Linked DNA regions of Macaca mulatta: region 2 is linked to region 1. A link is a contact called in public Hi-C data. All regions are on one chromosome and are shown on one strand. Each heading gives the region's core, a stretch centred on a gene start, on an enhancer-like site or on the middle of the called end of the contact. The rest is flanking DNA. Distances are from core to core; before and after follow the strand shown. Region 1 holds the start of TBP (TATA-box binding protein). Region 2 holds the start of DYNLT2 (dynein light chain Tctex-type 2).

The links. Hi-C and Micro-C count contacts between places; a contact is called where the count stands out from the background.
Region 2: a contact with region 1 is called in a Hi-C map of fetal cortex germinal zone, with 4 times the contacts expected there. The contact joins the promoter of DYNLT2 here to the promoter of TBP in region 1. A contact is called at or near these places in 5 of 14 Hi-C or Micro-C datasets (CD4 T cells, blood, fetal cortex germinal zone and 2 more).

Annotation. Positions count from the first base shown.
Region 1 is chr4:1,495,509-1,500,954 of T2T-MMU8v2.0, reverse strand. TBP (TATA-box binding protein) reads left to right here and starts at 3,443. Exons shown (of 9, transcript XM_028846940.2): 1 at 3,443-3,537. PSMB1 (proteasome 20S subunit beta 1) reads right to left here and starts at 2,421. Exons shown (of 6, transcript NM_001260636.1): 1 at 2,233-2,421. The coding sequence starts at 2,345.
Region 2 is chr4:2,276,555-2,282,000 of T2T-MMU8v2.0, reverse strand. DYNLT2 (dynein light chain Tctex-type 2) reads right to left here and starts at 3,085. Exons shown (of 4, transcript XM_028846951.2): 1 at 2,801-3,085. The coding sequence starts at 3,085. ERMARD (ER membrane associated RNA degradation) reads left to right here and starts at 3,081. Exons shown (of 17, transcript XM_078001095.1): 1 at 3,081-4,818.

The DNA.
Region 1 (5,446 bases), core at 2,194-4,693:
GAGTTATTGTGAGAGCAGAAAAACCAGTTAGAAATATTTTACCGAAGAAGCCAGAATTGAGGGACTCATGAGAGGCAGAACTGGAAAACCAGATTTGGGAGTTATCCTCCCAGCGATGAGACATGAAAGAGTGCTGAGTGATAAACAAGGGGGCCAATGACTTGTTTAACTACATTTAAAGACAGAGTAGAAAAAGAGAATGAGGCCTCATTTTGTGGAAGCAAAGGCTGCCTGAAAGTCAGCTGCAGTAAACACTAAAGAAAAAGAACAATGACTGAGAAAAAGTAATCAGAAAGTTCTAAGTAATTTTTAGGGCAGTAATGGCTTAAACTGGATTACTAGGGATTAAAAAGTGAGTAATGAGTAGGGCATACTGAACACTGAAAATTCTTATTTATAGAGAATAGCGTTATGAAATGGGTCTAATAACCCTCCCTACAATGTACAACTTAATTAGTCATCACAGGAAGTGTTAAGGAGTATAATGGAAAAGCATGAATAAACTCAGTGGTGAAATAGCTAAGTCCTGGCTCAACTTCACACCAGCTCTCTGACCCTGACAGTTTAATGTCTAATATGACCCTAGGATGCTAACATCATCGAACATTCACTTTTCATGATGATTAAATAAGATGACGGCTTGCAATTTACCAAATACATCTCTCTCGATTCTCACCAAAAACTATGAAGCTACTAATGAAGAAAATTTAGGTTCAAGAAGTTCAGAAGTAACCAAAGACCTGACTGTCCTTTAGTGGCAGAACTAAGACTAAAATCAGACTTTCATTGTCTTTCTAACACACTCCAAAAATATGCATTAATATTTCAAATTTATGAGGAACCAATTAACATTTTTGCTTTGTTTTTAAAATTTATTTTTGTAGAGATGGGGTCTTGCTATGTTGCGCAGGCTGGTCTTGAACTCCTGGCCTCAAGCGATAATCCTCCTGCCTTAGCGTCCCAAAGTCCTGGGATTACAGGTGCGAGCTACAGTGCCCAGCCAATACTTTTTGTTTTCTTTAAGAACCATCGGTTCATTCAAATTGAATGTATATATTTTAATGTACAAGGCTTGATTAGTAACTATAACCACTGCTTCAATTTACAGCTCTTCCCTGTCAAGAGTCTTAAACAAAGCATCTTTCTATAACCCTGTATCTCTGGCGTGCCACCACGGAAAATTATATTACTCAAGATAAAGTTGGTAATTGAAATAAAAACCAAAACTTGAACACAACATACAAGATCACACATATTAAAAGGTCCATCTTCTGAGTATTTTGTTTTCCTGAACTTAAGCTAAACGTTTAAAAAAAAAAAAAAAAAAAAAAAAAAAAAAAAAAAAAGCCGGGCGCGGTGGCTCATGCCTGTAATCCCAGCACTTTGGGAGGCTGAGGCGGGCGGATCACGAGGTCAGGAGATCGAGACCATCCTGGCTAATACGGTGAAACCCCGTCTCTACTAAAAACACAAAAAATTAGCCGGCCGTGGTGGCGGGCGCCTGTAGTCCCAGTTACTTGGGAGGCTGAGGCAGGAGAATGGCGTGAACCCGGGAGGCGGAACTTGCAGGGAGCTGAGATCAGGTCACTGCACTCCAGCCTGGGCAACAGAGTGAGACTCCTCCTGACAAAGAAAAAAAAAGCACTTATCTATGAAACTAAGTTTGCTCAACCAATCCCACCTTCTATTTGAAATAAAATGATCAAACTGCTACAATTAGAAATAACAGAAATCAGGCGGCTACAATTAAGACGTTTCCGCTACCAACCCAGCTACGCATCTAACAACACAGACCAAACAATCCTAACTTTTAAGTTTCAGACGCTAAACCTCTACCCTCGCCTGCTGGCATAAGGAACGTGTACATGAGGTCCAGTTTGGTCTTCCACAGAGCAGAGGCTATGTTTCAATTTCTACTTTACCGTCGTACAGCAGCAAGGAGCATGGAGTTCCGGTCCACATAAAAACCCAAATGACAGGGCTGTAATGGGAAACCCTAAAAACCAAGGCTGTATCGCAATCACCAAGTAAACTTGACCAAAGCGAGCCTGAAGAAGGAAACACAGGGCATGAGAGGACGGCAGGGAGACCGGCCTTGTGCGGACCCACTCAGCTCAGGGTTCTGAGGCCTGCAGGGGACCGGGGCAGCGCCTTGACGGCGGTGACTCCTAAACAGGCTTCAGCAAATGGGGGAAGGGCGAAAGTGAAAGCGGAGCTCTCTGGGGTTTTTACCCTCCGTTGAAAGCGTAGGGTGAAAATCGCAGCTGCAAAGGGCCCGCGGCTCCGTGCGGCTCCATCCCCAAGTCTCTGCCAGGAGCCGAATACATGGCTACGGAGGACAACATCGCACGGCTGCGCCTGCAGCTCCAGCTCCGACACCTGCTGTCTCACGGCGAGATGGCTGCCTTGACCGGACGTTACGCCACTTCCGGCTTCTCCTGAAGTTCGCTCCCGGCCTCTCTATCTTGCGCTAGTCGTTGCTCCTGGAGGGCTGCAGGGCGGCCTGTCCCTTTGGTAGTTGGGTCCCGCCCATTCCAAAAAAGCTGACAGAAAAGTAAAGGTTTCCCGCCCCCCGTCGAAGAAAACATTGGAATTCACCCCAATGGACGAAAATTTAAGTCTGACCATACAAAAACATTGGCAGAACTATGGCGCAACGCCAACTCGAATAACGGTGAGCGCGTTAATTGTCCTGGCTAATAAAAAATGTATATAACATTTCCTATCCTTAAAGAGCTCACAACCTCACTGATAATAAAGAGTACAAAGAAAACGAGCAGTATAACATGTGACTACGCCACAATGAACTACAGAAGGGAAAATCAGTTCCCACTAAGTTCTAGTCCCACTAAGAAACAACTGCGGATAGAGCCTTGTGACCACAGTGCATGAAACGGGAGTGGCAGAACTGAATATAAATGCGTGTGTAAACACAAGCCGTTTGTTTTGCTTAGTGTTCCTTGTCATTCTACACCCTTGAAGATCAGCTAGCGTTCTTGCACAGGTAAGGAGCACGCGCTTACTGAGTGCCAAGTACTGTCAGTCTCTGTCAATCTCCCGACAGCCCAACGGTAAGCACTATTATCACTATTCAATTTTACAGAAGAAACTGCGGGGGAGAGGTCAGGTAACTTGCCAAAGGTAACACCGCTAGTTGCTTTAAACCACCACCACAACAACAAAACACACACACATATAACCATTTAAAAATCGATCTGTCCTATGTCCAGCAAGGGCCAATTAGAGACGGCTGTGGCACGGCGGCCCCGCCCCGGAACTCCTCAAGAGCTTCGCCCCTCCTTACCTTAAGCTCCGCGCCTATGGAAACACAGGAAGTGACCTATGCCCACACTTCCCAGGGCCTCGGCCCTAGTGGGAGCAACTCGCTGAAGCCGAGGGCAGAGCTGGCGGAAGTGACATTATCAACGCGCGCCAGGAGTTCAGTGAGGTCAGGCAGGTTCGCTGTGGCGGGCGCCTGGGCCGCCGGCTGTGAAACTTCGTTTCCTCTGGCCCATGGTCATCTTTGCAGTGACCCAGGTAACAGCTTGTACTCTTTTCTGAGGGTTCGGGCGGAGGCGACCACTGCATTGAGGCCTGGGGACAATGGTGGGGAAGAGAAGAGGAATTGGCGCGCGTGCAGGCCCCGCGGGGGACGTTCCTCCCTCTCGTGCTGCCGCCGTTCCGGCCTGTAACGGCCGCTCGGCCGCCGCTCCCGCCTGGTGCCCTACTCTGCTGTGTGTCGCCAGCGGCTTCCCATCGTACGATTGTGGGGCGCAGGGTACTACTGACGGGGCGGCGGCGGGCGGGACAGGACAGTCCCTTGCATCGAAGACCTGAAGTTTACCCTGCCCTGTCCTGCCACCGCTTCTTCTCCATGTTAGAAGGCAGATTCACCCTGGTCTGTGCCCGCCTGTTTTGCTACCAACATTGAGACTTAAGTATTTTGTCAGAATCCTGAGACAGCGGGCACGGTAGCGCTTAAGATATAATACACACCATTTATTTACGGGGCCTCCCATCTCTCGGTCAGGCCATCATGGTTTTCCAAATCTCTAGGTAGGCTTTTCTGTGAAAAGACTGTGCTTCATTTAGTTATACAGACACTAGAAGGCTATGCAGAATTAATTTGATTGCCTCCAAAAAATACCGGATTTGATGTTTCAATTTCCAAGAGCTGAAGATACCCAGCAAACAACTCTTTTCTGAGATAAATTAGTGCAGTAATCACCGTACGGTTTCTTCTGTAGACTTACTTGCAAAAAGTGGCCTGAAGCCACCGCAGGTCCTGGATAAATAAATCTCTAGTCCTACTTACAATGGGTTTAAATCCTGCCGTCATTATCTCTTGCCTCACCCTTAGATCCCTGAAGCGGAACTTCCAGCCTCTAGTTTTACTCCTCTCAAATTCGTCTAGTCTTGCCAAATTAGATCTATTCATACTGCACTTCCAAAATTCCATAACTGTTATTATTGCCTATGCAGTAACATTTAAAACTCCTGATAGTATGAGCCCACCAATATGTGCTATTTCATCTGCAGTGACCTTCTATACAGTCATACTAAGCTTGTCGCCTGCATTCTGCATCTTTTTTCAATCTGTTATCTCTTTCTGCTTGATTTCTCTTTTGTCTGAAGCCCTGTTTTGTAAATTCCTACTCACCTTGTGAGACCCAAGTTAGATGGTCCCTGCTTTGTGAAAACACTGCCCTCTCTTCATAGTAATTGGCTGTTAGTCTTTATTGTCTTCTCTTCCAGGGGTGTATATGGGCTCATTCATGATCACATACTGCATTCCAGGCATAGTGCTAGATGCAGAGATCACAAAGACATGTAGACTTTCAAGACTTAGCTTAGGCCATACCTGCTACTATAATACTATGTTTTACAGTAATTATTTGCATACCCTTCATATTGAACACTTTGATGCCAGGGACTACATCTTCCTATCTTTATATCCTCATCTGCAGCACTTTTGTTATTATAGGATAACTGTCAAAAAAAAAAAAAAAGCATAATTTAAAAAATGTCTTTGATACATTTATTTCCAGAAGCACAGCTTGCTTTCTTTTTTGGTCTGTTTTTCAGTGATGAGTATATAGCATAGATAGTTTTTGGGGGCCTTTGCCCTTTCAAAGTGATCGTCAGAGTCTTTCATATATTCAGCAAATATGTGAGTGTCTACTTTGTACCAGCACATGCTTGAAGTGCATATGCCTGAAGGGTCTTTGGACATATAATTTGTAACTTTGAGACCTCTAAGTTCCATGTGAGAATATGTTATTATAAACTCATTTCAGATGTATAGTGAGTAAAGTGATGACGATTTAAGAATAGTCAGATAAAACGCACAGTTTGCACTATTGTGTTCTAAAGAGGTAAGGTTATTACGTTTATAAAAATTCAGAGCTTTATCTTTGTGCAGCTTTTTTTTTATAGTTTCATTACA
Region 2 (5,446 bases), core at 1,836-4,335, 780 kb before region 1:
GGCTTCTGTGTCTTAATTGCAGAAGCAGCATTATTAACTCCATAAACCTCTCAAAAACAAAATTATTTTGTTTTGGTTTATTAAGAGAATGCTTCTCTAGGGCAGTGATTGGGACCTTCCTTTCCTCTACAGTATACTCAAGGGATGCAACTACATAGTATCATTAACAGCAGCTTTCAACTGCAATGATTCTTAAGGAAATGGGGCATTCATGTGTGGCCTGAAAATAGCCATTAATGCTTCTAATAAGCTGAAAATTTACATCTGTACAATTTCTCCTTTGTGTATAATATTGTATTGGCTGTCTGACTATACTTATTAAGTATAATAATATACTTATTAAGCTATACTTATTAAGAATATTTTATTCCTTTTATTAAGAATCTTTACAATCTTTTTTAAATTGGGAATAGGCTTTAAATATGATCAACTTTTTGGCATCTAATAATACCTGAGTTTCTACTGATGTAGCATTTCCTTATATTGAGCCTATATATAGCCCTAAAATAAAATGAGCTTGGGCATGAGATATTACTTTTATTTCTAAATGCCACATGCTAGTGTTTAAGATTTTTTTTTTTTTTTTCTGAGATGGAGTCTCGCCCAGGCTGGAGTGCAGTGGCATGATCTCAGCTCACTGCAACTTCCTCCTCCCGGGTTCAAGCAATTCTTGTGCCTCAGCCTCCCTGAGTAGCTGGGATTACAGGCACCCACCACCACACTGGCTAATTTTTGTATTTTTAGTAGAGATGGGGTTTTGGCCTCTTGGCCAGGCTGGTTTCGAACTCCTGACCTCAGGTGATCCACCTGCCTTGGCCTCCCAAAGTGGTGGGATTACAGGCATGGGCCACTGTGCCCGGTTGTATTTAAGATTTTCAAATGCATGTGCACAGGTGAGAACAGTTAAGCTTTCCATTTTTAGTAATCTACTTCGCATTTTGTTAACCTTTGATCTCAACAACAGGAACTCATTCTTGTTAAGCCAAAGTATAATTTATTGGAAAGATACAGTTTACATAACAGCAAAGAAGGCTGATGAACCAGATTCATAAAGACACATGGAGCACTTTAGCTTCTCATCTTCAATGTGAATAAACCTCAATCATTGTATTTGCATTATTTCAAATAATTCATCTAATTAGCTTAGTTTGGGTCTCATCCTCATTAAAAAGTTAAGGAAAGTAGCTGACAATCTCACCAAAGCTCTATGCAATTGCAGATGAGTTAATTCTCTAAAAGTTAACTGAGATGCTACCACTAGAAAAAAGGAAATGGAGGCAAGACAGATAAAATCAAGAGATGGTCATATTGATTAAACAGTATGTCTTAAATTTTCCTGTGCTCCAAAATAGGGAAATTAACAGCTACCTTAAATTGGAAATGACTAAGTGCACAGTTTCCTCACGTACATTTAGTAAGCATTTGTAGAGTCCTCAATGTCTTCCCAATTATTGTTCTATTCAAATTTCTCACCTCTAAAAGACTCAACTTTAAAGATAGCTATAATTGATGACATCCATATCAAATAAGCAATAATTACTTTGGTCCAAGTCCCCTCACTCCCAGATTTTAACCTATATACCAGGTGCACTTATGTGTCCCCTCATGGAGTTCAGGCTCATTGAATTTTAAAGACCACTTCAGACCTCAAATAGGCAGTAAGTTTATAAAAGCCACCCTTGTCTGCCTCAATATATAGAAATTTTTCTTTACTGTTGGTGACCTATCTGTTATTCAGACTCATTGCCAAGCGAACAGCATAGTGTTTGGGAGTGTGAAGTTTTAAGTCCAATCGATTTAGGTTTCTAGCCTTGCTCTGCTCTTTTTCTTAGCTGTGTAAACTTGGCCTGTTTACTTTTCCTCCTTTAGTTCGTTCTCTCCTCTGTAAAATGTAGTTACCAAGGAAACATTATTAGAACCTGAAATTTCGCCATTACTTATTTTGAGAATTCTCTTTTTGAGAGTAATCTTAAAATGTTTTAGGGTCTTCAAAAAACTGTTTTGCCTGTCATCTCTGACTTCATCCTATTATAGGTCCATGAAGTAAGTATGAAGAGAAACCAATACAGGCCAAGTGGACCGAGTACCAGCACACAGGTTCTGGTCCCAGCTCTATCATTACAGCTTTGTATCCTTGGGCAAACTAGTATCAATAAAAGATAGTCTTTAATACATTAACGGTTTTCAAAGCCTAATCATATAGAAAGACCTGTGTTATACCACCAATACAACTGAATAACGACCCTTTCCATCAATATCAGACAGTAAGTTTTGGACAGAATATTTTCAACTTAAGTTTTTTTCTCCTGTACATTCTTCAAAGATCCAGACTGCTGATGTTTTAAAAACCCAAAACACGGCACTATTCTGCTTGGTTTATCAAAATATTTTTAATACAGCATACACTCATTTTTCGCTAGCCAAACTGCTTATAATGGCACTAAATACACTAACATACTGTGTTTTAGTACGAAGCAATAATTAATACTCAGAGTACTCTCAGGAAATCCGCAAGCTGAGTAAATCTGAAAAGAAGATCTTGTAACCACCCTTCCAATCGACTTAGTAGGGTTCTACGGCCCTAATTAAAAAGCGAGAAAACTTTAGCACTCAAGTCCAAAGGGGACTGCCCAACTCAGTCTCAGGCTTCAATTTTGCACCTGGGAAAAAAGAAACACAAAAGGGAAATGCTGCCTTCTTGGCTCTGGGGGTGGTGACGGGAGCGGGGCCCACTGAGGAGCGATTTCAATTAAAGGGTCGGACAAAGCCGTCTCGGGTCCCTAGCAGTCTCCGCACTCACTGCCTCCTTCTCGAACATGCTAGGCCTCCTCTCTTTCCTAGGCGTCACCGGCGCCTGCTGAGAGCTCTGGTTCGGGGTCTGGATGAGGCTCGACTTCACGCCTCGGCCTCGCTTCTCCATCTCGCTCTGCTCCCCAAGACTCCCACTACCTCTCCTCCGCCGACCGTCAAACGCCTCAGCAGCTCCCGCGAGGGCGGAAGTCTCCCGCCTGCGCCTGGAACGGTCGGAAGTGCCCGCTAGGGCTCCAAGGCGCCTGGAGGCGGGGCACGCAGGTGCCTGCGTCATTCATGCGCGCCGCAGCGGGGCACCGGAAGTTATGGAGGTAGGGCGGGCGCAGGGGCCGGTTCGATCCCGAGCTAGGCAGGGAGTCAGCGCCAGGCTGGGTGGTGTTCGGCTACGCGGAGTGGGTGGGCGAGCACGCGCCTGCGGTGACCGGCGGTCCGGCGCTGGAGGGCGCTGGCGCCGTCGCGGCCCTGGCCTCTGTGGCGGTATCGGACGCTCGGCCTTGCAAGACGCCTGGCGGGCCCTGCCGGCGTCCCGGGGCCGGGCTCGGTTTCTCCGTCGCCTCTTGACCCTCAACTGGAACGCGGCGGACTGTCAGGGAGGGCTGTGCGCGGTGGCGCGGGGGCGGAAAGCCGCAGGTCGGACTCTCACCTGACCGTGGCCTCGTTCCTAGAAGCGCAGTTTCGTAGTCGTTGCCTGTAGGGTCCACACTCGGACAGTAAATTTGTTTTCATCGCTTTTAGACCGTTTGAGTCACTATGAAACTCATCACGACGGCCTCACCGACCTCGTGTCAGGAGATCTGGTTGCCTCGTAATAAACATTTATTTATTTTTCCTCCCTGAGGCAATTAAATATCAAACACCTATCATCAGCAGTAACGACAGCGGAGCCGGGCGTGGTGGCGCCTGTGGTCCCAGCTACTCCGTAGGCTGAGGTGGAAGGATCGCTTTAGCCGAGGAGGTGGAGGCTGCGGTGAGCCGATACCGCGCCACTGCACCCCTGTCTGGGCGACAGCGAGACCCCATTCCCAAAATAATGATAACGATAACTACCATTTTTGAGTACTATGTGCTAGATGCTTTTCATGTATAATCTGATGACTGCAGCCCTACAAGGTGCAGCCTGGCACCGTTTTATTTCACTTAGAACTGAGATTCGGATAAAGTAAGTTTTCCAAGGCAAGAGGTAGTCAGAGACTGAGGAATGATTCAAATTTAAGTCCAGCCCCAAAGCACCGGCCTAGTGTAGTCTGCAGAGTTCCAGCCCCATAGAGCCCAATGGAGGATGCGAGTGACAATCGCCATTCAAAAATAGTTCATGCCGATTTCTTTAGTGATGACTTAATTGTTAGCGCCTACTGGGATTGTTCAAAAAGTAGGGCTGAGAGTGGAAAGTGCAACTTCTGGGGACAGGAGGAGCAAACAGGGCAACTGATACTGAGCAGGACCAGGGAACTCAGACTGATCAGTTTCCACTTTACAAAGCTGCCCAGAGTTAATTGTGACTGTCACAACACAGCCACTCCTTAACTCGACACACCAAAATAAAGAGCCTCGGTTCAGCTTTGGATCCTGAATTTGACTTCTTTGCAGGATTATAGATGGTCTTAGTGTCATGTGGGATAGTCGTAAGGATTTTGATTTTATTTGATTCTCCATGGAAAACCAGTACGGTTTGCTACTTTTTACATGGCAGGGAAGGCTAAACTTTACCTCTGCCCATGTTAGTTCAGAGTGACCCCTTTAACAAATGAAAGGTTAATAAGAAAAAGGTTTATTAATGTACAGAGTACACATCACAAGGGATAAACGTCAATGAAAAGTAACTTGAAATGGTGGCTTAGAACTACATTTGTATACCATCTTCAACAAAGAACTATAGATTTGCAGAGAAATGACACAGGAGAGCAGTTTCAGGCTTCAAAGGGCAAGAAACTGGGAAAGTCGATACATATTTGAAAACTGATGGAGTAAAAATTGTTTGCACATTCCTCTGGTACCTTCTCTGGTCTGGTAAGAGTCTAAAGTTATCCCCAGTAAAGAATATATATCCTGTGTTTGGGTGGAAGAGGGGGAGGAGAGAGAGCTTTTCCTTCATTTGCTGCCTCTTGTCTTCAGCTCCAATTTGTTGTTGTTTTTATATCAAAGAGGCATGTTTTGGGATGACATTGTGGTTTTCTCCAACACCGTTTAGGGAGTCAGAGGTACGCGGGGTTCTTTTTCCTTCTTGTTCATTATACTTGGTTTCTGCTCTCCCATTCCCCATTTTAAAAAACTGCTTATTTTGATAACTCTAGGATAGTGAAGGAATGCTGAGAGGAATAATGCTCTGTTGGTAAAATACATTCAGCTTCCATGAACTCATGTCTTTTTTTCTTTTTTTTTTTAGTGAAAGCAAGTTTATTAAGAAAGTAAAGGAGTAAAGAATGGCTACCCCATAGGCAGAGCAGTTTGCAAATATTATGATTGATCATTTTAAGTCTTTAAACCTTTATCATATTTGAGAACATTTGTGTAAATTTTATTTATTTATTTATTTATTTGAGACGGAGTCTGGCTCTGTCGCCCAGGCTGGAGTGCAGTGGCGCGATCTTGGCTCACTGCAAGCTCCGCCCCCCGGGTTCATGCCATTCTCCTGCGT